Regions from separate parts of the Mus musculus genome. Here all the other regions are linked to region 2. A link is a contact called in public Hi-C, HiCAR-type, HiChIP or PLAC-seq and promoter capture Hi-C data. All regions are on one chromosome and are shown on one strand. Each heading gives the region's core, a stretch centred on a gene start, on an enhancer-like site or on the middle of the called end of the contact. The rest is flanking DNA. Distances are from core to core; before and after follow the strand shown.

Evidence for each region. Promoter capture Hi-C pulls out the DNA fragments that hold promoters and counts their contacts. A called contact is a pair of places that touch in the nucleus more often than the background predicts. HiCAR-type assays count read pairs that join an accessible place to other places. HiChIP or PLAC-seq counts read pairs in DNA pulled down with a chosen protein or histone mark.
Region 1: a promoter capture Hi-C map of liver shows a contact between it and region 2, with 4 times the contacts expected there. The contact joins the promoter of D10Wsu102e here to the promoter of Tle6 in region 2. A contact is called at or near these places in 1 of 39 promoter capture datasets (liver) and 1 of 115 datasets of contacts at active chromatin or transcription factors (astrocytes).
Region 3: an H3K4me3 HiChIP or PLAC-seq map of fetal liver shows a contact between it and region 2, with 4 times the contacts expected there. The contact joins the promoter of Txnrd1 here to the promoter of Tle6 in region 2. A contact is called at or near these places in 1 of 39 promoter capture datasets (liver), 1 of 484 Hi-C or Micro-C datasets (cardiomyocytes) and 3 of 115 datasets of contacts at active chromatin or transcription factors (embryonic forebrain, embryonic stem cells and fetal liver).
Region 4: a contact with region 2 is called in a promoter capture Hi-C map of hematopoietic stem and progenitor cells. The contact joins the promoter of Glt8d2 here to the promoter of Tle6 in region 2. A contact is called at or near these places in 7 of 39 promoter capture datasets (the C10 cell line, the HPC-7 cell line, cranial neural crest and 4 more), 5 of 115 datasets of contacts at active chromatin or transcription factors (acute myeloid leukemia, embryonic forebrain, large pre-B cells and 2 more) and 2 of 9 other capture datasets (embryonic stem cells and macrophages).
Region 5: a contact with region 2 is called in a Hi-C map of B cells, with 10 read pairs. The contact joins the promoter of Nfyb here to the promoter of Tle6 in region 2. A contact is called at or near these places in 6 of 39 promoter capture datasets (the C10 cell line, hippocampal neurons, liver and 3 more), 2 of 484 Hi-C or Micro-C datasets (B cells and bone marrow-derived macrophages) and 7 of 115 datasets of contacts at active chromatin or transcription factors (astrocytes, embryonic forebrain, embryonic stem cells and 4 more).
Region 6: a contact with region 2 is called in a HiCAR-type map of astrocytes, with 2.0 times the contacts expected there. The contact joins the promoter of 1700028I16Rik here to the promoter of Tle6 in region 2. A contact is called at or near these places in 3 of 39 promoter capture datasets (the C10 cell line, liver and maxillary cranial neural crest) and 2 of 115 datasets of contacts at active chromatin or transcription factors (astrocytes and kidney).
Region 7: a contact with region 2 is called in a Hi-C map of B cells, with 18 read pairs. The contact joins the promoter of Tdg here to the promoter of Tle6 in region 2. A contact is called at or near these places in 9 of 39 promoter capture datasets (the C10 cell line, cranial neural crest, frontonasal cranial neural crest and 4 more), 2 of 484 Hi-C or Micro-C datasets (B cells and adipose-derived mesenchymal stem cells), 9 of 115 datasets of contacts at active chromatin or transcription factors (acute myeloid leukemia, astrocytes, embryonic forebrain and 5 more) and 3 of 9 other capture datasets (adipose tissue, macrophages and pancreatic islet).

Annotation. Positions count from the first base shown.
Region 1 is chr10:83,358,134-83,361,744 of GRCm38.p6, forward strand. It overlaps D10Wsu102e (DNA segment, Chr 10, Wayne State University 102, expressed), which reads left to right and starts at 2,088. Exons shown (of 4, transcript NM_026579.3): 1 at 2,088-2,240. The coding sequence starts at 2,126.
Region 2 is chr10:81,599,391-81,602,879 of GRCm38.p6, forward strand. It overlaps Tle6 (transducin-like enhancer of split 6), which reads right to left and starts at 1,510. Exons shown (of 14, transcript NM_053254.2): 1 at 1,408-1,510; 2 at 645-725. The coding sequence starts at 689.
Region 3 is chr10:82,856,928-82,860,484 of GRCm38.p6, forward strand. It overlaps Txnrd1 (thioredoxin reductase 1), which reads left to right and starts at 2,279. Exons shown (of 15, transcript NM_001042513.1): 1 at 2,279-2,373. Gm38560 (predicted gene, 38560) reads right to left here and starts at 2,081. Exons shown (of 4, transcript NR_156010.1): 1 at 2,030-2,081; 2 at 195-330.
Region 4 is chr10:82,688,478-82,692,363 of GRCm38.p6, forward strand. It overlaps Glt8d2 (glycosyltransferase 8 domain containing 2), which reads right to left and starts at 2,173. Exons shown (of 10, transcript NM_029102.3): 1 at 2,012-2,173.
Region 5 is chr10:82,762,018-82,765,760 of GRCm38.p6, forward strand. It overlaps Nfyb (nuclear transcription factor-Y beta), which reads right to left and starts at 2,124. Exons shown (of 8, transcript NM_010914.2): 1 at 1,987-2,124. It also overlaps a transcript of Hcfc2 not described here.
Region 6 is chr10:82,809,695-82,813,498 of GRCm38.p6, forward strand. 1700028I16Rik (RIKEN cDNA 1700028I16 gene) reads left to right here and starts at 2,429. Exons shown (of 3, transcript NR_038042.1): 1 at 2,429-2,665.
Region 7 is chr10:82,628,426-82,631,738 of GRCm38.p6, forward strand. Tdg (thymine DNA glycosylase) reads left to right here and starts at 1,413. Exons shown (of 10, transcript NM_172552.4): 1 at 1,413-1,613. The coding sequence starts at 1,591.

The sequences.
Region 1 (3,611 bases), core at 838-3,337, 1.8 Mb after region 2:
AGGTGGAAGGAACTCAAATGTTCATTATCAGAGAAAACACACTGTTAGCAAGTCCTGGTAGCAAATGCCTGCTTGTAATCTCAGCACTTGGGATTAAGTGTTTGAAGATCGATAGCATGGAGTTCAACTATATAGCCTAGGTTATACAGTGTTCCCCCCAAAACAAATCCCTGCCCCGCCCCCCAAAGAAAGTGTGGTACAAAATTCAAGAGCATATTATTCAACATTAAAATTGAAAGATATCCTTTTCAATAAACCTTGAAGACATTCTTCTCAGTGAAATATGCTAGTTACACAAACAAGAGTTTATGATTCTAGTTACACGGAAAGAGAAATTATTGGGTTTGGGGTGGGAGCTGAGACAACTCACTTCAGAGATGGAAGCTTTAAAAACAAAAGCTTTATTTTCTGAGCACTCAGGGAGGCAGCTAGTATGGGGTCTGAACCTCGTCCTGGAAGGGAGATTGTACTTTTTGTTTTGTTTTGTTTTTGTTTTTCGAGACAGGGTTTCTCTGTGTAGCCCTGAGAGGGGAGCTGGGGGGAGCTGCAGTCTTATCCAATTGTGTTTTGACATTATAAGTTAAACAAGGGAGTACTGGGCCATATCCAGGGCACCTGGTTTCAAGGCCCTTAATTCCATTAGGTGCAGAGCTCAGAGTGATAAGGAAGCAGGGGTGGGGTGGGGTGGGGTGGGGGTGGGGAGGAGTGGGTCAGCTGCATGTAGTTAACTAGTGCATACCAGGCAATTAGTTATATATTTTTAAAACTTACACACCTTGATTTAGATAATAGCAATTCCTCTGCTCTCTACCAGTTAACAGACAATTAGGAAAACATGTAGACTTGGGACAGGTGTTCGTTCCTAGGTCTGGGAACATGAACTTGCTTGACCCTGCCAGCAAGATGGAGAAGTTGTCCCTGAGATGGCTGGACTCAGATAACTGTCTCCTTACACATTGTCCCTGAGGAGATGCGTTCACACAGACAACTGTTTACAACAGAAGCTGTTCTGATATAGGGAAGTCCCCAGCTTCCCTAGAGACTGGGACCGTGAATTAAGTTTCTCCCTATGATTAAATGGGAGTCTGGAAATGAAATGGTAGCACTTGGAATACGTTTCTTTCGCTTGTTCTCAACAAAACCATGAGCATTGGGTCCCAGGGGCAGGAAGAGGGGAGGAATGGGGTTTGTCATTCAGGGGTTTTGTTTCAGCTTTTTAGAAATGAAGGATTTGTTTTTCTGTAGGAGACCAAACTCAGTGCCTCACTCACAGCTCTACCTTTTAACTACCACCTGGAACAACCTTTTAGGATTTTGACATGACAGTGTTCCAAAGGCATGCTGTATATATAGCAACGTAAACAGCATTCTTAACACTTCTGGGTTTTGTGTTTACAGTTAAATAGTAAACTAAGCTGGGGTCTGGTCATCCAGACCTGAAATCCAGGCTATTTAGGACCTAGGTGGACTTTGAGTACCAGGTCAACCGGGGTAACTTGGTGAGGCTTTAACAAACAACAAAGTATGGTAATGGGCGGCTGTAGATTTAAGTACACGGAAATGGAAGCTGGAAAATGGTGATTTTGAAGTCAACCTGGGCCAGCCAGGATGACAAAAAATAAAATATAGAAAATGAAAAGAAACTGGGTGTGGTGGCTCCCACCTCTATGGCATCTGGAAGACTAAAGCAGGATTGCTACAAACTGAAGACCACAGAAACCTCCCCAAACAACAACAAAAATGGAAATAACGACAAAGGCCTCGCACCACCTTCTTCATGCTTGCATTTGCTTAGCTTGACCAAGCCGGGTTGATTCTTTTCTAACAACAATAAAGGAGGAGACTAGGGCTAGACTTGGGCTGGGGTAGACTAGGCGCCTGACACGTGCATCCGCAGCGCTCCGCCCACGCAGTGTGGTGCCTTGTTCCCATCCTCCACCCCGCCTCGGCCCCACCCCCGCTTCCGGTTCCCGTGGGTCTGAACTTCATCTCTAGGCGCGAGCTCTGGCCACGCACCCGTAAGTCACCGCCCACCTCCTAGTTTCGGCCAATTGCTGCCTTGACCCCGCCCCTTCCCCGTGCCTTCCTATATCCGGGCTTCTTTCAGTGGCGCTGGGTTGGAAGCATGGAGTTCCAGGGCGAGCGCGGGACCGGTCCTGGTGTTTCTTCGTCTTCTGTAGCCTGCTCGCAGGTCACGGTGTCCAGGGAGCTGCTGACGGCGGGGAGCGAGGGTTCGGGAGGTGAGCGACGGTGGAGAGCGGGGTGGGTTGGAGGGACACGGAACGCTGCTGGGTCAGGGACACTGCGGGACCCGGGAACGCTACTGGAGACACTGCAGGAGGTTGGGGATGCTACCGGGGACCGGGCACGCTGCGGGGTTCTGGGACACTGAGGCGCCCGAGACGCGGCAGGGCCGGGGAAGCCAAGGAGCTCGAGACGCTGTGGGGAGTCGGGGGTCCGGGTTATTGCGGGGCCGCGGACGCCGAGGAGCCAGAGACCCTGCGATGGCTAGGGATGCCGGGGAGCCTGGAACGCTGCGGGGGTATGGGACACCGAGAGAGTCCGAGACGCTGCGGAGGTCGGAGATACCGCGGAGTCTGGGACGCTAATTGGGAGGGGATGCCACGGAGCCCGAGACGCTGCCGGGGTCTGTCCGGGGTACGACTAGGCCAGCCCGGCGCTGGGCGGTGGTGGTTCTTTTTTTTTTTTTCCTCTACCTGCCAAGCCGGTCCAGGCCAGGTGGTCCTTGTAGAGTTCATTAGGAACCGCCCAGCCTGGCAGCATTTGGAGAGGCAGAGGCAGGCGTATTTTTGAGTTCGAGGCCAGCCTGGTCTACAAAGTGAGTTCCAGGACAGCCAGGGCTACAGAGAAACCCTGTCTCGAATAAACAAAGAACAAAATACAAAAAAAAAAAAAAAAAAAAAAAAAGTGGGCAAAGGCTTGAGTCTTCAGTGTTTGTTGCTTGGACTGGGCAGTTGGTTTGTTTGGAAAGGTGCAACTCGGAATAATTAATTTTTTAAATTGAGCACCTTCTAGGTAGGAGAGCTAGGCAAGTATATTCTACAAAAAAAAAAAAGCCCAGTCTGACTTGCCCAAGTCTACATAACCGTTTCTGGTTCTCTGTATTATGTACCTCTGGTATGTGGAGGGGGCTATTCTCTCTTCCTACTATGTGGGGAGTGAATAGCGCTTCCAATTTGGGAGGCAAGCACTGTGTCCATAAAACCCTCTTTTTGGGCCCTATTTCTGACTTCTGACTTACCTTTTGTGTGTGTGTGTGTGTGTGTGTGTGTGTGTTTCAAGACAGTGATTCTCTGTGTTGCCCTGATTGTTCTGAAACTTACTCTGTAGATCAGGCAAGCCTCGAACTCTTGCCTGTGCCTCTTAAGTGTTGGGATTAAAGCATATCTGAATTTCTTAACTAAAATCAAAGACTCATTGCAGGTCTACATTTTGCTAACTGTGCTGTTTAAAGTTGTGCGTTGTGCATCCCTGTTGCCTTAAGAGGTCACAAAGTGTCGAATGCTCTGGTACTGGAATTATAGTCCAGTTGAGCCCCCATGTGGGTGCTAGGAATCAAACAAGAGCAGCTAGTGCTTGAGACATAGCCT
Region 2 (3,489 bases), core at 260-2,759:
CAAAAAGCTGACATTCAGGGTATGGAACCACCAAAGGGTCACGACCCACAGGTTGAGAACCACTGCCCTACAGTCAATTTAGTACACAGACTTCTGATATTACCTTAACTTTTAGAGAAACAAGGAAGGAAAAGAAGGGGAAAGGAGGAGGGAGGAGATATAACTCCTCCCCCAAAGGGTCTATGTAGCCGATTGTTCTGGAATTACCTAGAGCTGGCTGTCCTTGAACTAAAAGATCCACCTGCCTCAGCCTCCCAAGTGTGGATTAAAGCTGGGCAACGATCTTTAATCCCAATATAGTGTTAACACATGGAACTAAAGAGCCACTTGCTAGGAGAGGCTCAGCCCTGACCACACCAGGTGAACACCTAGTGTTAATAATCACCACTTGATTGACATTGGGAAAATGTGGGCCCGGTCTGGTCTATGGGGGTTTTCACCTGCGCTGTCAGGGGTCACAGGTGCAGGCACTGAGGGGCTCAGGCTGGGGTGCAGGCCTTTCATCTTAGCTAGGTAGGCAGGATTGCATGAGCTCCCGGTGCGGGGTGGGGGTGGGGGGGGCAGAGAGAACTAGTCTCCAAAACCCCAAACACAGTAGGAAGAGAGGAAGCTAACTGTGCCCCTCACCACCATTTCTCTCTCACCAAAATTCCACCAAAGGTGTCACTGCTCTGTCTGTGGGAAGTCATCTAGAAGATTCTTGAGGTCACAAATCTGATTAAGTCCTATAAGAACAGGTATAGGTTTTTAGAAGGCAGAAAAGCCGACTCCCACCCCCATCCCCGTAGCCTCTTCATCATCTGGACCCAGCTGGGGAGGAAGCCCCTTCCCCATCCCCATGTCTTCTGCGCTCCCTTTCCCCAAGACCCGGCTTTACTACTACTACTAAGGTTTCAGACACACACCCCCAGCTAAGGGCCTCATTAGTATCTCTTCAGATACCAAGAATAGAGAACCAGGCACCTCCAACTCCCTAGCGGGATCAGCCAGAAATGTGGCTAGTCGTGGACCGTTTGCCAGGCAGGCCGGGCACACGCCTTTAATCCCAGCATTTAGGAGGCAGAAGCAGGCAGATTTCTGAGTTCGAGGCCAGCCTGGTCTACAAAGTGAGTTCCAGGACAGCCAGGAACCAATAAGCCAAAAAACCAAAACAAACCAAAACAAAAAAAGTTTTCCAGGCGTACTAGTTAAGCCTGCATGTGGTGCAAATATATACGCTCAGGCACACACTTAAAACATTTTTCAAAAAAGAATAAAGGAGACAAGAGAAACGACACTTGGTTCACTCCCAAATCACTCAACCTAGGTAAACTCCCCGCTGAAGTCGGTTTTGTGAGGGTCCACACCCCTCCCTCGGGCTCCCTCTTCTCCCGACCCGCCCGCAGGAAGCGGGCTGCCCTCACGCACCACCTCTGAGGTTAGGGAGGCCCCAGGGATCCCAGAGGAAGCCTCTGAGGTCAGCCAGGGTCAGGCCAGGAGGAAGCCCCTCCTGCTGGGCCCCGGGCCATTTGACCCCTCTCACCCCGCCCCTCCAGCCTAGGCCACGCCCTACTAGGCCACACCCACACACCACGCCCCCTGCACCCACCGAGGGAAGCGTGTATCAGGGCCCAGGCCACGGTGCACGTGGGCCCCGGACTCAGCGAACCGCCCCTGCAGGCCCTGACCAATCAGAAGGCGGCGAGCCCACGTGGGCTGCGAGCCAGAATGCTCATTGCTCAGTTTGTGGCCGTGCTGTCAATCACGGAGTTCCTGCTTCGGCTTAACCCTCGCGTTCCAGGTGTGGCGATTCGGGAGCTGGGAGAATTTCAGAGTGTTTGGTGAAAAGTCTGATTATTTGGGGCATTCGAGACGGATCAGCAGGTGAAGGTGATTGCGGCCTAGACGTTTGATCCGAACTCGATCCCTGGGATCCACAGGGTGGACCACGAACTCACAACTCACTCTTGCACGTACACACACACACACACCCCACACACACTTTTCTTTTAAATCTTACTGAAACAGGAGAATCAGGATTCATCCTGGCTGGCCCGCATGTGCCCTGGGCCCTACCCCCAGCACCACTTGAAGACACCTTCATTATCCCAGCACTGGGGAGGTAAAAGTAGGAGGGTTAGGAGTTCGAGGTCGTCCTGAGTTAGATAGCAAATTCCAGGTTAGCTTGGAGTACAGGAGACTGTCTCAAATGAGAGAGAAAGGAAAGACATCGGGCACAAAGCCACACAAGCCCAGACCCCCATATTCAAGGACAGGAAGTGAAGCAGAACCCTGAGCTCCCTGCAAGGCTCAGCCCCCATCCCTGGCCCTGGATGGAGGATCCTGGAGTAAGCTGAGGATGGCCTGGGTTAGAGTGGACTCTCTGGACCTCCCTAGCCTCACTCCTACGTCCACTCCAGCCACAGATGGGGGATGTGAAATTAAACCACAGTCACCACTTTGGACTCGGAGGCAGGGGCAGTGACGGTGAGTTTGGGGCCAGCCTGGTTTCCATAGTACAAGCAGGTGTAAAACAGAAAGGGCTGTGAGAGGGCTTAGTGGGTAAAGCCCATTGCTGCTCAGCTTGAGTTTGATCCCTGCGACCCACACAGTAGAAGGTGAGAATGTGTTCTAATTCCCAAGAAGTGTCCTCTTGCACCCACATACCACACATGAACAAGTGATTGCAACTCAATTAGGCCTCTGTCACAGCAACTTTTCCTTCATTGAAAAGTATTTAAGGGACTGGAGAGATGGCTCAGCAGTTAAGAGCACTGGCTGATCTTCTAGAGGATCCAGGCTCAATTCCCAGCAACCACACGGTGGCTCACAACCATCTATAATGCGATCTGAAGCCCTCTTCTGACTTATAGAGCACTCACATATATTAAATAAATAAATCTCTTTTTTTTGTTTTTTGTTTTTTCGAGACAGGGTTTCTCTGTATAGCCCTGGCTGTCCTGGAACTCACTTTGTAGACCAGGCTGGCCTCGTTCTCAGAAATCCACCTGCCTCTGCCTCCCGAGTGCTGGGATTAAAAGCATGCACCACCACGCCCAGCCTTAAATAAATAAATCTTTAAAAAATATATATTTTAAGGCCAGGCAGTGGTGGTGCATGCCTTTTATCCCAGTTCATGGCAGAGGCAGATGAATCTCTGAGTTTGAGGCCAGCCTAGTCTACTGAGCAGGTTCCAGGACAGCCAGGGCTACACAGAGAAACACGGTCTGGGAACAAACAAACAAACAAATTAAGTGTACAAATGTTTGCTTGCATGCACTCAAACCATGTGTGTGCCAGGTACCCTCAGAAGCCGGAAAAGGGTGTTGGATTTCCTATAACTGGGGCAGACATATGGTGCTGGGTCCCCTGCAGGAACAGCTAGTGCTGGTAACTGCTGAGCCGCCTCTCCAGCCCCATATACATATATACTTTTTCTTTTTATCCCGGCCCTGCTTTTGACCCCATGAGTTTTGCACATACTAGGCCAGTGCTCAAGCCATTACTATC
Region 3 (3,557 bases), core at 1,029-3,528, 1.3 Mb after region 2:
ACCTTCGGAAGAGCAGTCGGGTGCTCTTACCCACTGAGCCATCTCACCAGCCCGAGAAACCCTGTTTTGACAAAACAAAACAAACAAACCTCTCCAAACAAGGGTGGGTCTTACCTTGTCTGGACCATTGAGAAACGTAGCCTTGATCTCAAGGGGCCCTAGAGAGATGAAGGTGTGAGCAGTGATTATTGTACCTGAGTGCGCTCTCTCTAGGTGGGGTGTTTTATACTGCTGTTGATGCAGTAGGGCCCCCGATCATCTATCTCAGCTGAGATGACAGTTCAGAAACAGAAGGATTTCGCATTGTTTTCTGGGCTATGATACCGCATTCTGGAGAGACAAGAAATCAAACACGGGGTTGCTTTACAAACGTTTGGATAGATTTAGAAGATGTGCAGTTATTTATTAGTAGGTACTTGGGGACCACAGAGAGCAAGGGACAGTTAATCCTCCGTGGGAACCCCACCCAGAGGAGGTGACTTTTCAAATGAATATTGACAGACTAGACATTGGTTTTCAAGGAAGAAAGATAAGAACGTGCACAGTCAAAGCCGTTTAAGGTGTTTGAGTAGACAATGAGCAGTCCTTGAGCTATGGGGAAAGGTAAGGAGGAACTGCTTTTAAACTGGACCAGGGTAGAGCTCTCTGCATCTCCTCACAACAGGGAAGCTGTTTTAGCCACTTGTGCTATAGTCTGCTTATCTTAAGAGCAGTGGGGAGTTGCAGTGGCATATGTAGTCTTTTCTAATAAGCTGTTAGAAAAAAAAATCTCAACTGGGGCTGGAGAGGTGGCTCAGTGGTTAAGAGCACTGACTGCTCTCCCAGAGGTCCTGAGTTCAATTCCCAGTAACCACATGTTGGCTCACAACCATCTGTAATGTCTGAAGACAGTGACAGTGTACTCAAATACATAAAATAAATAAATCTTTAAAAAAAGAAAAAGTAACATCTCAACTGTGATCCCTCTCTGACCAGTCCATGTAAGACACTTTCAGGGTCAAGCTATTAGAATCCTATAATCACAGCATTAGTACATTATTGTAACTTAGTGATAGAAGAGCCTCTCTCTACCCTGTCGTACTCTTGAAACAAGTTGCACTGTCTGTATTTTTAAGAAGGGGGTGTTCATGACCTTCCTTTACAGACTGTCCCAATGTGCAGTGCCTGAAATACGGCAAACAGAGCTTGGCTGGGGAGCCAGGGGTAATCAGATTTGCCATCCCTTGGTCCTTAACTACGTTTGCCCTGAACACTTTGGAGCTAGACACTTTGTAGCCAGTCCTGACACTTGCGTATCAGGGGCTGCTCCGGTTCAAGCACTGCTTGTACACACACAAGAAATGAGCAGCGGGCAGTGTGGGCTAAGTATCTGGTCAGCCTGGCAGCCTGTGTGTCCGTTTATGCAAGTTTCTTACTGTCACCTTGGAAGAGCCTAGAAGGAAAGTGGGGAGGCCAGTTCTCAGAAGGCGTGGCTTCAGGCTGGCAACCTTCTCACCTAGTTTTTTTTTTTTTTTTTTTTCCATAGTGGGTCAGACAATTCATTCATTCATTCACCAAGCATTCTTAGTAGCCTAGAGGCAGGAGGCATGAAAGGACAAGGCCTTCTTTGGTCGATGCTGGTGGTGGTGTGCCAAGTGTTTTCCTTAAGGTGAACCCCCAAGCCCGATTGGGACGAGGAGGAAGTATTGTAAGGGGAACTAGTCATTTCTTCTCAGGGTAACTCAGGATGAAGTAGGCATAGCTTTAAAAAACCAGGGAACTTCCTTAAGAGAATCACCAGACTTGACTAATCCATTACCTTAGGTCACTGCCGCCTTTGCAGTCAATTAGATTAACTTTTGGATTTTTTTTTTTTTTTTTTTTAAGAAAACAACTATTTGGCAGGGTCACAGCCAGTGCCAGGGGCATCAGATCGTCTGTATGGGTGCCGGGCGTCAATATTTTTAAAATTCCTCATGTGACTAACGCAAGCTTGTGTAGATAGCAGCGCCTTAGGGCTGAGCCCGGGTTACTCACTCCACACTCTTACTCGATTCTGGTTCCCAACATTCTTTGAATAGCAGCCGCGGCCTTTGGGTCGGGGGGCGGTTCCGAGCAGCGAGGATGTTGTACGGTCCAATTAGGAGCTCTCACTTTGCGGGGACAACCGGGACAGGTTGCCGGGGCTGCGCGGGGACTGGATTTTTGCTTTGTCATTCTGACACGGGCAGTTCGCCCGCCTACTAAGAGCAGGGCGTGGCTTCCCGGAGCCACTAGGAACCCGCAGCTCTTTATCCTCAGTTTGCTTCCGTCAGGCCTCGCGTCCACGCGGGAGGTGCGGGACGCCGACACCGCGGGGCGAGAAGAGCTGGTGGTTTCACCTTCCTTGTTCATGTAAGCTCTGTGTCAGCGTGGAGCTGACCGCTGGGGACCTGGGATGCCCGGGACGGTCGCTGGCGGGCCTGGGAGCATCGCTCCGGGGTGGTGCTTTGGAAATGTCCGGGAGGGGATCGTTTAATGTGCGACTGAGCAGGCTGGGAACAAGCTAGGGTAAGCAGAAGACAGCCCGGGTCACAAGCTTCAGGATATGAGGACTTGGGTCTGGCCCTTGTCTGCTGATGCCTGGCAACCAGAGAAAGTGGGTATTCTTTGTAGAGCAGTGATCTTGAGGTATATATAACACTGTGACGAGTAAGTATATAAATCCGTGATAACATTAAGGAGTTTCATGCCTTTACAAATGTTTCCACTTCCTAAGCCCCATGAAATTCCTTGGAATTGGCAATCGCATGTTTCCTAGTGGCTTGCCCTTCTTGACCCAGGCAGTTAAACAGGGCAGCTGGGACTACAGCACAGCCTTTCCCTAACTGAAGGAGGCGGTGCAGACTAGTACAGAGCAGAGACAATCCTGCCTGGATTGAGTCTCGCCTCCAATGTTGACCGGCAGCTCGAACTTGCCCAAGTTGGTTGACAATATGTAGCTCGGTTTCCTTTACCTATGAAATGGACATGGTAATTTGGTAATACATCTAAAAGTACATTGTGAAGACTAAATGTTTATATATATATAATGCTATAGCACTTTGTAAATATATCTCACTGTTGGTACTAGTACTGAATAACTATGCTTTTAAGTGCTGGTGTCAGTATATATGACATACTGACACTACACACACACACACACACACACACACACACACACACACACACATATTCATTCATTTAGCTGTGGGCTACATTTTCAATAGTTCCAGACTTTTCCGAGTTCATTACTTTGTGAAATAGGACCATCCTCCTCTGATGTCATCCAGAGCGGATGGATAGCGTCTTTGTGGACCTTCGTTTTGCCCGCGGTTTCAGATTCCAGGAAGCCCTGGGTGTTGCATTCACCCGGCGCAGCGATCAAAAACCAGACCACGCAGTGTTAATGTTAGGTGGCTACGAGGCTGGTGTTTTTAGCCGCCATGCAGAGCTTTTCTGAGTTCTGGGGGTCCTGGAGTCTTGCTGGCCCGGCTGCTTAAGGGTCGGAGTCCACTGGCGAGAGTGACCCAGGGCGCGTGGCGTCCCGGAAGCCCCGC
Region 4 (3,886 bases), core at 923-3,422, 1.1 Mb after region 2:
GGAAGAAAAGACAAAAGTGGGAAGGAAAATACCTCAAAATTCAGAGCCCCAAAGATTTATTTTACATGTCAATGCCAATCAGTTGATAGAGAGAAATCTAAAGCTACCACCAGGCTCTTACTTTAGAAGAGTAGAGATAATTATTGATTAATCAGATCTGCCATGGTGCTGGGAAAGACCTGGTTGTCCAAAGGTAAGAGGGAAATAAAGACAAAGGTGCCCACAAGCTGCTGTTGAATGATTTCAACATTAGAGACTATGCTTAATGCACTGGGAGAAACGTCATGAGCAGTGTAACTGAACAAGAGATACCTCGCGTGCTGTGAACGTCTCCCATAGGGCACCATCACCCCCAAAGCTTCTATACCATCTCCCCAAACTGACTTAAGGGTCAAGTCCTAAGCGCTTGAACTTTTGGAACCACAGACATCGCATTTAGAGGAAGAACACAGCACCCCCGTGGCTGCTCACCAGAAGTGCTATCAAATAGGATTTCATAAAGGAGCCAACATGAAAACAAGTGTGGTCAGAACAGCGAGTACCAGAGCATGTGCCAAGCCATGTTCATGTATGTGATAAAATGACTCAAGTTTGGGAACTGCCACATGCTAAAATGTCCTTAAGTGGCATTCTTTGTTGAGATATTTCTCAGGACCTTTAAAGTGTTTTTCTAGTTTTTGCTCTGTCTGAAGGGGCTTGGAGCTCCTTCTCCAGTGGGACTACATCCTCTTAAACATCCTTTGAAATATTCTGACATCAAGGAAGCAATAAGAGAACGATGTTTCTTGGGAATGAGGAATGAAAACGGTGACTTAGTGAACATGCCTTTCAGAGAGGAGGATGAAGAGCGGAGATGTGTGTGTGTGTGTGTGTGTGTGTGTGTGTGTGTGTGTGTGTGTGAGAAAGAGAGAGAGAGAGAGAGAGAGAGAGAGAGAGAGAGAGAGAGAGAGAGATGGAGGGTTTAGGTATTATTGTGGAAGGATGAAGAAAGCAGGGTCCTGGGGAAAAAACATGTTGGGAGATGAGGAACACTCAAAAACATCAGAATGTCCGGGGCAGGGACCTGTCCAGTTCAGCATGTGTCACTTCTGTGACCTTCATTGTCATTATCAGCATTGCCAGGGAAGCTGGCCCTATGTGCCACATTTACTTTGTATCTGTGTGTCACATGTTACATTGTATCACTTTATTTCCATTTTGCAGATAGGAAAATGTAGGCACATGGATGAGATATGACCAGAATCAGGCTTATGAAAGTCTTCCCAGGTGGCACACAGCCCACACTTTCATTACTGTAGGGCACAGCTCTGTTGTTGGCTGTATCAGAGGGAGAACTAGAATTCCATTATGTAATACCAAAAGGATATTTCGAAGAAGCGCAATACCAAAACATTTCGAGAAGAAAAAAAAAAAAAAAAAGGCAAAACCAACCCACCAGCGTCCTATTGGCCAGCAGGCTGCATAGGACAAACATCCTGCGTCTTTGGATGCTAAATCAAACACTGTGACTCCCATACCACAACAAAACCACAGAATTAACTGCCAGTTCTCTTATTGGGTATGGAGGCCCCTGAAGAGTTTCTCAGGACAGATTCCAAAAACATGAATCATAACTCAGTTATGTCATTTTGGCTCAGAAACAGACTCACATTAAATGCGAACACTGATCTCTGTCATGTCTAACTCCTGATCCCCAATGCAACTTAAAATCCAATGCAAACGAACAAACAAATCACCATTAGGGCAGAGATGGGAGAATAGGGCTAGCCTCTGCTCTGCAAAAATAGCAAGATGTGAAAAGCTTATACAGTGAGCGTCTTGGGTTTGCTGCAATAGAAAGGTTCTTTACGATGTTACATTACAAACTAGGGGGCTTCTGGAGGCTGAGGCTGTGAAGGGGGCAGTCTGCCTCCTCCGAGTTACTTCTCTGAGTTCACAGCAAAATAAACAAGTGGTGTAGACAGAAAGGGTGAAATGGAAAGATTATCTTGCTTGTAATTGCTGTATTTACCTGATGGATGTGAGGGTAGGCTTTGGGCAACTTGGTCCAGAACCGCTGCAGAGCTGAGCATTCAAACTGCGGCTGGCCTCGCGGGACCACTAAGCTGCCTGTTGCTTCAGCTGCTTCCCAGATCCCATTGGAAATCCCAAATGGCTTGCGAGCCCTGAGTGTGCCTCAGCCGTCCACACCCACCTCCGCTTGCGCTTGCGTTGCCTGAATGGCTCGGGTTTCTTCCACTCCTGCAGCCTCTGGGAACCCAAGCCTTGTGCAGGCAGAGGCTGCTCCTGAAACGCTTCCAGATGTGCTCGTCCTGAAGGCAGGGCAGGTTGGCTGGCTGGGGCAGACTTCCTCTCTCGGCTTTCTCTTGCAGTCTGCGTGTGAAACTCTCAGCAAAACAGGGCTGTTCTGGAGTAAAAGCTGCAAACCTAGGGAAGAACAAATGTTTGGAAAGTGAATTTATACCGTCGTGCGTCTAGTGTAAATTTCTAATTTCAGCCAGGTTCTTGCTGAGAATCTTTGAAATCTCCTGTGTGTTGAAATGTTACCATGGCAAATCATGTCTCAGACAACCATCGTCTTTTATTGAGGCTGTGATAAAGACAGAAGCTTCCAGGTGGGGTGTATTCCCTCTGGAGGGGAGAGGCATCAGTCAGGGGGCAGACTTGGTGGCAACACTGCTGTTCTGTGGTTTTGCAGTTGATCCCCAGAAATGTAGGAATGGTACCAGAGCTTTGCCCAGGATCATGGAACATATTCCACAATGGCTTCTCTCTAACTTTCATAAGGAACTCCTCGATGGCTGCCTCCATCACAAGCAGTCACTTCCTTCCAATCACATGGAACTTTGAACATTGATAAAAACAGATTCATACCTTCTGCTTCATTTTGTTCTCTCAGTGTGTTAGGTAAGCTAAATTTTGCTCCACATTTCAGATTCCAGCCAAATTTGGGTCCTCTGAAAGAGCAGCAAGTGCTCTTAACCACGGCCACAATTTTCCAAGTTTTAAATTCTTTCAGCCTTCTCTTCTGTGATATTCCTTGAGCCTCACATAGAGACGAAGAGTTGATATAGAGTCCAGATTAGCGCTTAGCACTCAATGCAGTTGTCATAGTTCGTATCGTTTGGGGAGACTCTGGCCTCCCATAACCATTGACTCATAGGGTGTTATCACATGCCTGGGATTTTCATTTGATAACCATGCCTTCTGGGAGTCACATTGCCCACTCATGAGGGTATCAGATGTGGTAGAGTGGTCCCTCAGACAGGTCCCAAGGCAGTACCACAAACAGGACTGTAGGCTGATGCCTGTTCAGTTCAGTTCACTCCCAAGATCACCTCATCTGTACCTCTCATCTACTCAAGAGGATGCCTGGCATTGAATTATTCTACTATTGGATAAGTGGATGATTGGCATGAGTTTCAAGACTGAAATAGTAACTGTTTTCATAGGACCTACTTCTCATATTAACTGAAATCTCTCTGGTCATTATTTTCGAACCCTTTCCTCTGGTCCCTAATGTATGACTCCCAGTCCCTTTCTCTCCTATTCCTGCCATGCCTTGAGGACACAAGAGGTTTCTTATCTATGACCAGCATTTCCATCTTGTATGGTGGATTCCTCCTCCTTATGATGTAAACGAGAAGAAAAAGAAACTCAGGCCATCAGTGACACCTCAATGGTGCAAGGGTACACTGGAGCTCAGTTGTTAGATTTATTTACTATTGCAGGTTTTCAGTCTCTCCATCTATTAGGAGTTCTGCTAGAAGAGGCCTAACAGAACCAAGGGTGAAAATGTATCGTGCATGCCAGGTGGTGGTGACTGGGTTCCAGGGCATAAAGATCTGGTCTGGTCAGTTAAAGTAAGGGCTTTAAAAAAAATGTC
Region 5 (3,743 bases), core at 874-3,373, 1.2 Mb after region 2:
CAATGGAGGGTGAAAAGTTAATTCTACAGGGAGGGGGGAAATGGCTTTCTAACCTAGCCCTGAATTTGCTTTACTAGTCAATATTCATCACAATACTCCAAATAAGGGATCAGATTATATGTTATGCAAGAGACTGAAAACTCAACACATCTAAGTTTCATAAAATATTCACACCAAGGATAGAAATGCCCTACTCATAAACTTGAATTTTTAAGGATGGATTTGTTTTTTTAAAGTGTTTCGGAGATGTACACATTTTTAAACTGAAAAAGGAAACAAACATGTCAGACTAAAATGCACTGAAATTATCTTACGTCCTGCTGGAAAAGACACACACAGCCTTGCAAGAGGGCACACCAAACAAACAAACAAGTCCACGGGGCCTTTATCAGTGTGAAGTGAAATTGCATCAAGACAGCGCTTCGGTCTCACTGTAAGCAATTACAGTACTGGGACCTTATTTGTTGGTTCCCCCCCCCCTTTTTTTTTCCGAAAGGAAACAAATAAATGGGAGGAAAGGTGCAAATCAAACATCCTTTCCATGTTCATGACTCGCATCGAAGCATGAAGTGTAGTAGGGAAAAAACAGGGCTGTTGAATTTTAAAAATCAGCCAGCAAAGACTACCTGACATTGCTATAATCTTACAAGTAATCTATATTGCCTTCCCATATATGCCCCTTTTCTAGATCCAGAATGTTCCTGTAGCTTTAAAAGGTGTGTTTGAACACTCAAACACTGAAGGTTGGGTATGTGTATGCATCTTGCTTAGAGTGGGAACCGGGGGAGAGCCTTACCAACCCAAATAGTTGCTAAGTATATACTTAGACTTAATCCATTAAGAATATCTCTCTTCATATGGAAAGCATTTTCTTCAGGGCAGGTTATAATCTGTGTAATAGCTCAAGGGAATGCATACATCTGCTTGGTGTTTGAAGAAATGCAAATCTGTATCCAAGAAAAGCAGATTCCCTTCCTCCAACCTCCTTTCTTTGGCATCGACAACCACAGCTTTGCATCGATAGAATCCTTAAATTAAGCTACAAAGAGCAGTGCAGAGGAGGAATCATTTGCCTTTAAAGGAATTCTGGTTAAACTCTCAGTATCTCATCCATAAAGCTCCTATTTATTAATGCCACTACTACTGACCAGTTGAGCCATCACTTTCTGTTACCGATTAGTTTCCTTACTGAGAGCTGAAGCCACTCGGGTGATTTGTGGCACCATCTACAAAAACTAGGGTCTGTGAAGATTAGCGGGATGCCATTTTTTTTAAAGGTCGTCTGCTACCTAACCTTGTCTACATCAAACAGCCCTCTTCTAGACTTTAGGCATGAAAGGATCTGCGGGTGCTCCGTAAATTCTTTGTTCTCGCAGACCCTCCCGCCCCCCCAGCACGGGTGACTGAAACCTCCGTGCAACCTCCAAGGCTCCCTTCCCACCTTCGGGGCAAGTCCGGGGCGAGCCAGGCGCCAGATGGCTGCATGCTGTAGGCGCGGAGCGGGCCGGGGGCCCGCCAGGCCGCTCGTTCCTCGCAGGGACCCGCCGCCTCGGCTCGCAGGTGCCCGGGCGGCCCCGCGGAGCGCATCCCCCCGCCGCCCGTGCCCAACGCCCGCCGCCGGCGGGATGCGGGAGACAAAGCGGCCGCTCCGGGGCGCAGCGTTCCCCGCCCGCCGGCTCCCCGGACAAAATGGAGCCGGCCCGGGGCTGCCGCCGCGAGAGCCCCGCAGCCGCCCGGCCCAGCCCGACCGCGGCTCGCGGCCCCGCGCACAAAGCGCCCGCCGCCCCGCGCCCGGCCCGGCCCGGCCCGGCCCGAAGCACAGCGGCCTCGCCCGGAGGCCCGGCCCGCCCGAAGACTGCGGACTGCGAGTGCCCCCGACCGCCGCGGCGTTGGCGGCGGGGACGGCGCCGGGAGGAGACGGACATTTCATTCGAGCTAAAGTGGAGTCGGTTTAGGAGCGATCATTGGCCGAAGCGAGACACAAACCTCCAATGCAGCCCTGGTTGGCTCCCGTCTCCAATCGGCTGTTTGGTTGGACAGAAAATGGCTGCGAAGGAACCAGTCCCAGCGCGGAGCTCCACTTCCAGGACTCGGCCTCCCCTCCCTCCGCCGCGGGCCGCTTCCCTCTACGTGACACCCTCCCTCCGCGACGCCCGCGCCCGAGGCCACGCCCCGGTCCGCCCCCGGCCCCGCCCCGGAGCCTCTGAGCAAGGCGCGCGGTCCGTAAAAGCGCGCGGGCGGGCTCTGGATGTTCGCTCTTCAGGGCGTCCGAGAGGCCGGCGTTCTCATCCAGAGCTCCACGCGGAAAGGCTTGCTCTGGCTTCTTTCTCCTTCCAGCTCCTCCTTCCCCACTAACCAGCGTCTCGCCCGCCTGAGTTCAGCCCCGGAGGGGATCTACACCTGAGCTACTTTCCAGAATGCTTTAGGCACCTAATGTTTTCTAGGTATCCCTCCAAGCCACCTCAGGCACACAGCGTTCCCTCTCAAGTCACAGTGAACAAAGATGTTAGTTTTTCATTTTAGCACACCATCCCCTTCCTCCAAGTTTAACAGGTAGGCTGTCCCAGCCGACTTCCACCCTGTACCCTGGTGCTGTGTTCTGGTGTTAGGTCTGCCCTACCAAGTTGGCTTACTACCTAAAGTGCTCATTTCCCAACCAGATAACACTGGGCTGCAAAAACTCATGGCCTCTGTGCATTTAAGGCCTTCCCTGTCGGCCTCACTGAAATCTGGATCAAATGTCCCTTGGCTACCATTCTCCCTTGTGGTGGTGATCCAAAATGTCCTGCATGGCCAGCCACTGCAAAGTACTGCAGGATACCTGCACCCAGATAGATGGAAAATTATTGTCCTAGGACTTAACAAGGATAAGTAAGCAAGACTGAAAGTTCTAGGTCAGCCAGAGATACATTAAGACCCTGTCTTTAGAAATAATAGTATGGCTGGGTCAGGCAGGTGCACGCCTTTAATTCCAAGACAAGGGAGGCAAATCTCAAGGCCAGCCTGGTCTACAGAGTGAGTTCCAGTACACCAAGGCTACACAGAGAAACCCTGTCTGAAGAAACAGAAACTGTAGTAGTAATAATTATAGAAGGCCCTGGTGTTGTGGCTTATGCCTTTTAAACCCATGACTGGGGAGACACAAACAGGAAGATTGGAAATTCCAGACCATCTTGGGCTCCCTAGTGTGTGTGTTCACGTCCAGCCTGGGCTACATAATCGGACTGTATCTCAAAAAAAGAAAAAAAGGTGTTTGGGTGTATATTCCATATAAGTATGTGCATAAAGTATACAGAAAGATTGAAATATGTTATTTATTGATATCCCGCTGTGTCTAGAATAAATAAATATTTCTCAGGTAAATAAGGAAGCAAGAACAAATGAGTCTTTCTCGGTTATTTCAAGAGGAGTTAGGAGCACCACCACCTGAATCTACCAAATTCTAGGACACCCTCCTCTTCCTCTCCCTTCTTCTCTTGTTTTGGTTTTGTTTGTTTGTTTGTTTGTTTGTTTGTTCCAAGGCAGGATGTCTCTGTGTAGCCCTGGCTGTCCTGGATTTCACTCTGTAGACCAGGCTAGCCTCAAACTCACAGTTCTGCCTACCTCTGCCTCCCCAATGCTGGGACTAAAGGAGTGAACCACCACCACCTGTGGGCCCAGGACCCCTTCTTACTAGCCAGATTTACCACTCTGTTATTTCCTTTTAAAAAAAATTAAAGATTTATCTATTTTATGTATATGAG
Region 6 (3,804 bases), core at 1,179-3,678, 1.2 Mb after region 2:
CTGAGGGGCAGAGCTCTGCCTTTGAAAGTTCAGTGACTATTTCAACAGTTGCCAAGGACCTGCAGGAGGCTCTGATTACTGTAAGTAAAACGAAGGACAGACAGAATATTACACAGGCCCAGAACTGCAGTTCTGTGCTTGAGCAGGCCTGTGACCATCTAAGGTTAAAAATTCACTTGCAATCTTCACTAGTGGGGACACAGAGGGGGTCTGCAGTCTGACCCCCACGTGGCACTATGTCAGGACAGCCTTAAGTTCCAAACACAAACATGTTTAGTGCAATCCTATTTACAATCTTTTTTTAGAAGAGAAACAGTTTGGCAGGAAAGATGGTGCATGCCTATAATCTGGACACTCAGAAGGCTGAAGCAGGAGGATTGCAAGGTTGGGTCCAGTTGGCTACACAGTGAAAGCCTGTCTCAGAACACCAGAAACCAAGAGGCTGGGGAGATGGCTGTGGAAAGGTTCTGCACAGGCCTGGCCATCTGAGTGGATTGGGATGTAGCAGTGAGAGTCTGAAAGGCTGGCACACCCAATGTGAGATGGGAGGCAGAGACTGCAGAATCTCGGGAGCATTGGATGCCGTTATCCTGGTATGTGCAGCAGAAAACAAGAGAGACCCTGCCCCAAATCAAGGAGGATCATGAGGGAGGTGTCTGCAAGCACATGGGAACATGCATGCGAGTGCGGGTGCGTGCGTGCACGCACAGGCACACACACACAAGCAGAGAGAAAGAGAGAGAGAGACAGAGAATCAAAACCAAAAATTAAGTTTCAACATTTTACACAGTGAAATAGGCACCTGCAGTCCAGCAGCATTATCGTGTGGGCCATTCTATTACTGTTACTAAAACCCAGCATTTCCTTCAATACCTAATTACTATAATCTCCCCGGCACTGTGGCAGGCATTTGGACAACATCAAAGACAAAAGCACAAAGGTGATATTTTGGTGAAGTTTATAGTCCCAGATCAAGGCGTGGGCATAGGAGTCAGAGGTCAGAGGGGAGACTAGAATGTTCTTAGTGGTCAACGCAAAAACACGACTGTCATCTCAAAGGGCACGAGACACTATGACTGACTATGACCAGAGACCGCAGCTAGCCTGGAATAACGTGGTCCAGTGCAAAAGCTGCTATGTGAATTTTTGTAGTCTCATGGTTATGATTAGATAATCATAAATCAAGACCTTACTAGATACGTAGGTGGGTTTCAGCAATGCAAGGAAAACTCTTACAGGTTCGAGATGCTATCTGCCCATGTGTTCAGGCACACATGTGTAACCCCACACACACATACATACACACACAGGGGAAGGAAGAATAAAATCAAGAGTAAACATAGCAGTGCATGCCTATCTGTATATATATATATGTATACATATATATATATATGTGTGTGTGTGTGTGTGTGTGTGTGTGTGTGTGTGTGTATGTCATATAGCACACACGGGGCAAAAAACAGAGGCTCCTTAATTTAAGGTCAGCCTGGGCACTACATAAACTCTGTCTCAATAAATAAAACCTTAAAAAAAAAGGCAGCTTATTTTTCAAAAGCAGCATGGCAGGATGGCAAATTACCCCACTACCCATTGCCAGATAAGGCTGTGGGAGCAGAGTGGTCCCAAGTTCTTTAGAACCAAACTAAAGAACTAAAGCAAAACTCGGTTACCAAACAGTTTAGCAAGTTTCCAGGTGAGCCCTGGTTAGACACAAGACCCTACCTCAAAAACCACAAACATATTAGTAAAAAGCATCCAGAGGCACGGCTCAGTATAAAGGTGCTTGCCATCAAACCTCAGGAGATGAGTTTTAGTTTGATCCCCAGGACCCACATGATGGAAGGAGAAAACTGATCCCTGAGTTTTCTGTTTTGTTTTTACAAGACAGGGTTTCTCTCTGTAGACCAGGCTGGCTTGAATTTACAGAGACCCACCTGCCTCTGCCTCCCTCTAGTACTGGGATTAAAGGCCTGGATGTGCCACTACCGGCTGGCTTGAGTTGTCCTCTGACCTCCATATGACCTCGACATTAACCATGACACCTGTGGGCTACCTACACATTTTTAAAAAGTCAAAGAAAACAAACAAGTGTATGAGATCCACGGAAAAGCAAGCTGCTCCCAACCCCCATCCTCTCCCACACCCATCCCCATCCTCGCCCACTCCCATCCTCATCCTCACCCCCCCCACCCCCACCCCACCCTCACTCCCATCTCCATCCCAATACTCTCCTCCTCTCCCTCTTCAGGCTAGCTCTGTTGGCGCGGCCCATCGCTTATCTCTTCCCTGGCCGGCAGGGGGCGCGCGCCCTCCGCTCGCCATCCTCCTCCTCCTCCCGCGCGCGTGGACCGCCCCCCACCCCCCTCGCGTGCCGGGCTGCTCGAGAGCAAGGAGGAGGGGGACCGGAGGCGCGGAGGGCAGGAGCGGCGAGGGTGTGTCAGGTACGGCCGAGCAGCGCCTGTCCACGCTGCCCCGGCAGCGCGCTCCTCCTTGCTCTCGAGCAGCCCGGCACTGCCCTCCCGGAGCTTCCGAGGAGTCGGCTGCTGGGCCGGAGCGGAGAGGGGCACAGGTCGCCAACGGGCCGCCCTGCCTCAGCCGCAGGTTCTCAAGGGCGTTGGTGGCTCCACAAGCTCGCCCGCCCGACCTCTCGCCGCCCCAGACCCGTGTAAGCATCTCCCGCGATGGTTTCAAGTAACCCCCATTTTACAGGTGAAGAAACCGACGCTCCAAGAAGTTAGGAAACTTGCTCACTCAGAAATCTGCCTGCCTCTGCCTCCCGAGTGCTGGGATTAAAGGCGTGCGCCACCACGCCTGGCTGTTTTTTGGGGGTTTAAAAAGATACTTTATAAACAGGTAGAAATATAAGCCAAGTTACTCCCCAAGTTACCCAGGCCAGAGTGGCAGAGCTGGGACCCAAGCCGATGCCATTGGGCTGTAGGTCTCTGGCTGTGATCATTGGTTACACGGCCTCCCCCACATCCTTTATAGGTCCCAAAGGGAAATAAAACACTGAACCCTGGCTTCTGCCGAGATGGTGAGATAGGGGCTCGCCCCACGTGGGATGCATAGCTGATGAGGGAAGGTTGGTAGGGTGTCTGGCGCAGGGTCCTTCCCTGCATTCCAGGTCAGGGAGCCCCAGGGAAGGACAGGAAGGCAGAGGACCTAGAAGAGCGCTTATGATGGGGAAGGGGAGGTCTTCGGAGGGATAGGACAGTACCCGCGTGAAGGGTGGATAGCTCCTGTGGCCATCGCTTCAGTTTCTTCTCACTTATCACGAGGGAGTTGGAGATGTGTTCTAAATCGATTTCTGTGAGGCACCTACTCTTACTAGGTGGTTTTTTTTTTTTGTTTGTTTGTTTGCTTTTTGTTGTTTTTTAAGATTTATTTATTTTATGTATATGAGTACACTGTAGCTGTCTTCAGATACACCAGAAGAGGGCATCAGATCCCATTACAGATGGTTGTAAACCACTATGTAGTTACTGGGAATTGAACACAGAACCTCTGGAAAAGCAGTCAGTGCTCTTAACCACCGAGCCATCTCTCTAGCCCTCTTAACTAGTTTTTGTTTGTTTTTTTGGGGGGGGTATTTATTTATTTTGGTTTTTCGAGACAGGGTTTCTCTGTGTAGCTGTGGCTGTCCTGGAACTCACTCTGTAGACCAGGCTGGCCTCGAACTCAGAAATCTGCCTGCCTCTGCCTCCCGAGTGCCGGGATTAAAGGCGTATGACACCACGCCCGGCTGTTTTTTGGGTTTTTAAAAAAATACTTTATGCCGGGCGTGGTGGAAATATAAGGCAAGTT
Region 7 (3,313 bases), core at 163-2,662, 1.0 Mb after region 2:
TGAGTTCAAATCCCAGCAACCACATAGTGGCTCACAACCATCTGTAATGAGATCTGACTGCTCTCTTCTGGAGTGTCTGAAGACAGCTACAGTGTACTCACATAAATAAATAAATAAATAAATAAATCTAAAAAAAAAAAACAAACAAACTCTTAGAACCTCCGAAAGTCAAGTATGGTGATACATGCCCTGTAATCCCAGTCAGTATGCAAGAGAGTGAACAGGAGACTTGCCTCAGGTTGAGGCCAGCCTGGACTACAGCTGCAAAGCTCTAAGCCAAGTCAGGGGTACACAGTTTTGTAATTATCTCAAAAACCAAAAGAACCTCCGAGAAATCGAGGTGAGATTGCTGTCTAAGGTTCTAAAGCAGAGATGCATCTAGCATCTAGGCGAGTGTTTGTCCATCTCCAACGTAGACAACTGTTTATGGAAATCTTTGTAATCTACCAAGAGCTTCCCCTTACAGATTAGTAAACTGAGGCCCAAACATTGGTGGCTTCCAATCTTAGGTTTTCCAGTTCCAATCAGCCCTACTCCTCATCACAGGAATTGACAAGAAAGACAATTGAAAAGAAAGAATGTTGTTTTGTGTAAGGCACAATATTTATTTATCATTATTATAATTATCATTTTAGTTTTTCACGACGGAGTTTCTCTGTGTAGTATTGCCTGTCCTGAAACTCGCTCTATAAACCAGGCCAGCCTCGAACTTAGTTCTGCCTGCCACTGTCTATGCAAATGCTGGGTCGCCCAGCCAAGACACATAGTTGCGGGGGAGGGGGTGGTTGTTTTCATTTTAATTTAATTAACTTTACGTCCCGTTCACAGCCCCACCCCCACCCAGTCCCACGCTTACAAATCCTGCCCCCTTCTCTTCTCAGAGAAGAGGAAGCCCCACTTGGGTAAGACTCTGGTACATCTAATCTCAGCAAGTGTAGGCACATCCTTTCCCACTGAGGAAACACGCAGTCCTCTTCCCCCAGTCCGCGCTGGGTCCACTGGCAAGGAACAGAGACCTAGACAGCCCCTGTTCCACTTGTAGGGGACTCACACGGACACCAAGCTTCACATTTGCTACAAACGTGTAGAGGGGTCTAGGTCCAGCTCCTGAAAGCTCCCTGGTTGGTAGCTCAGGCTCTGTGAGCCCCAAGTCAGGTAGCTTTTAATCCGCACAAAATTTGAGGTGAAAAGACATGAATTTGCCACCACGCATAATACATCCTAAAGGCCATCACCCTTAACCCACACCTTCAAGGAAACTTAGAGCCCACAAAAGCTGACGTCAGCCGGGCGCTCCCCATCCTCGCCGAGATCCACGTTTCCCGAAAGGCTAAGCGGCGGTCGGGGCGCCCCGAAAAGGACACGCCATTGGCCTGGCCAGCATCACGTGATGGCGAGGCCGCCGGCCTCCTCGGAGGGGGACGGAAGTGCGCTGGGGACTCGCCGCGGTGATGTAGCAGCGTGGGAGGGGCCGAGGCCAGCGCCGTCCATCCACCGGCCGCCCCGATCCTGTGGTGAGTCCGCGCGCTGAGCGGCAGAGCGGGCGCCCGTGGGCTCGGCAGGAGTGGCCGTACCCTCGGCGGCGCCGCCATGGACGCAGAGGCCGCGCGCAGGTAACGCGGGCGCTCGCGGCTGGGGTCGGTCAGGGCCGCGGCCCGCACAAAGGCCGGCTTGCGCGTGCGCAGTGGGGACCTCCCCGCTCCCCACACGTCCCCCCCCCCTCCCAGGTCCGCGCACGTCCTCTGCCTCCCGTACCCGCGAGCTTTAAAAGGTGGTGTGTGCCCGGCCGCAGCCTCCGCCCGCGCGGTTCTTCACCCTCCGTCACCGTGGACTGTAAAGGCGAAGCGGGTACCCTGTGGCCGCGGTTGCTGCGGGGTCCTTCTCATCCTCGCGGGATAGATACTATTGCTGTGGAGTGTGTATAACACGCTAAGAAGTCAATCTGTAGATGTCTTTCATTCTGGGATGGTCTTTAAAATTGTCCCTTAGTGGTAATGGGGATGTCAGGGCGGGCCTGACAAAGTATAGGTTTGGGGATTTAGACTCTTCGCAGAAAGCTAAGAAAAACAAAATGGCAAGGTCTTCGCAGGTAAAAGGAATGGAGATTTAGGTATTAGCCCTGCCTGGCGAAGAATTAGCTTGCCTCTAAGTGGCAAATGGACATTGAACTTAGGCAAGAGATTCTGTCTTCAGCCCGCCTTCCCACTCGACGGCTGTATTATGGTACATCTTTGAGCAGATTGACGGGGGCTGATGGCAGTCCATGGGAGTTGAAATGAAAGTCTGGTTTACCACTCAAAGATCCAAGGGACACTGCAGAAGGGCCTCTACTCACAGGACAGGTAGACCTATCTTAAAGCCTTTACCAACTACAGGGTGCCAGGGACCTGCTGGTGAAAGTGGGAAATATGCCGGCCCAACTTTCAGAGGGGTTTGTAGAACTGATAGGTTGAACTGGAGTCTACATAAATACATGCTGAATGGATGCAATAGTGAATCATTAACAAAAAGAGGCACAATATTACATGTGTGTGTACGTGTGTGTGGTCTGTCTCTCTCTCTCTCTAACCCAAGACTAAATAGTGTGTGTGTGTAAGACCTTGATGTCATACTACTGAAATGATTTAAAAATGAACCCAGATTTTTATTATTATTTGGGAGTGTGTGGTTGGGGATTGAGCCCAGAGCCTCCAGTGTGCTAAGCAAGCTTACCACTGAGTCATGTCCCTCAGCCATCTTCTTACTCGTTATTTTGAAAGGTCTTGCTGTGTTGCCTTGGCTACCCTTGGCTTCACTCTGTAGCTCCGGTGGACCTTAAATTCATGAGCCTCATGCCTCAGCCTCTCAGATGGCTGGGGTTATGGGCCTTTCCTCCCAGGCCCAGCAGGAACTGGAAATTCTGACTAGTCCTAAAGTCTTCCTGCACTCTGCATGTAGGAGCTAACGCACGGGTAAGTGTGCATTCTCCGTGTAGCGCTGTCAGCAGCAGATGTGTATGTGGTGTTCCTTCACGGTCCACACTGCCAGCTCCCTGGAGCTGTGTGTGTTGCAGTAAATATCATTTGGGGGTTTCTACCTCACCTCAGATCATTTAGTTCCCAAATATAAGACACAAAGTTCTTTCGATTTTTATAATAGGCTTAAAAGCACTAGAGCTGGGCAGATATCGGCCCTCCATGCTAGTTTGTCTGCTTCCCTGTCAGTAGCCCCGAGACATCACGTGTCATGTTTTGTTTGGGCTGATCCTGCTGCATCAGGCCAGCCCTCGGGGCCATGTGCTAAGATCCTCCTACCCCATGGAGACTTTTCTTTC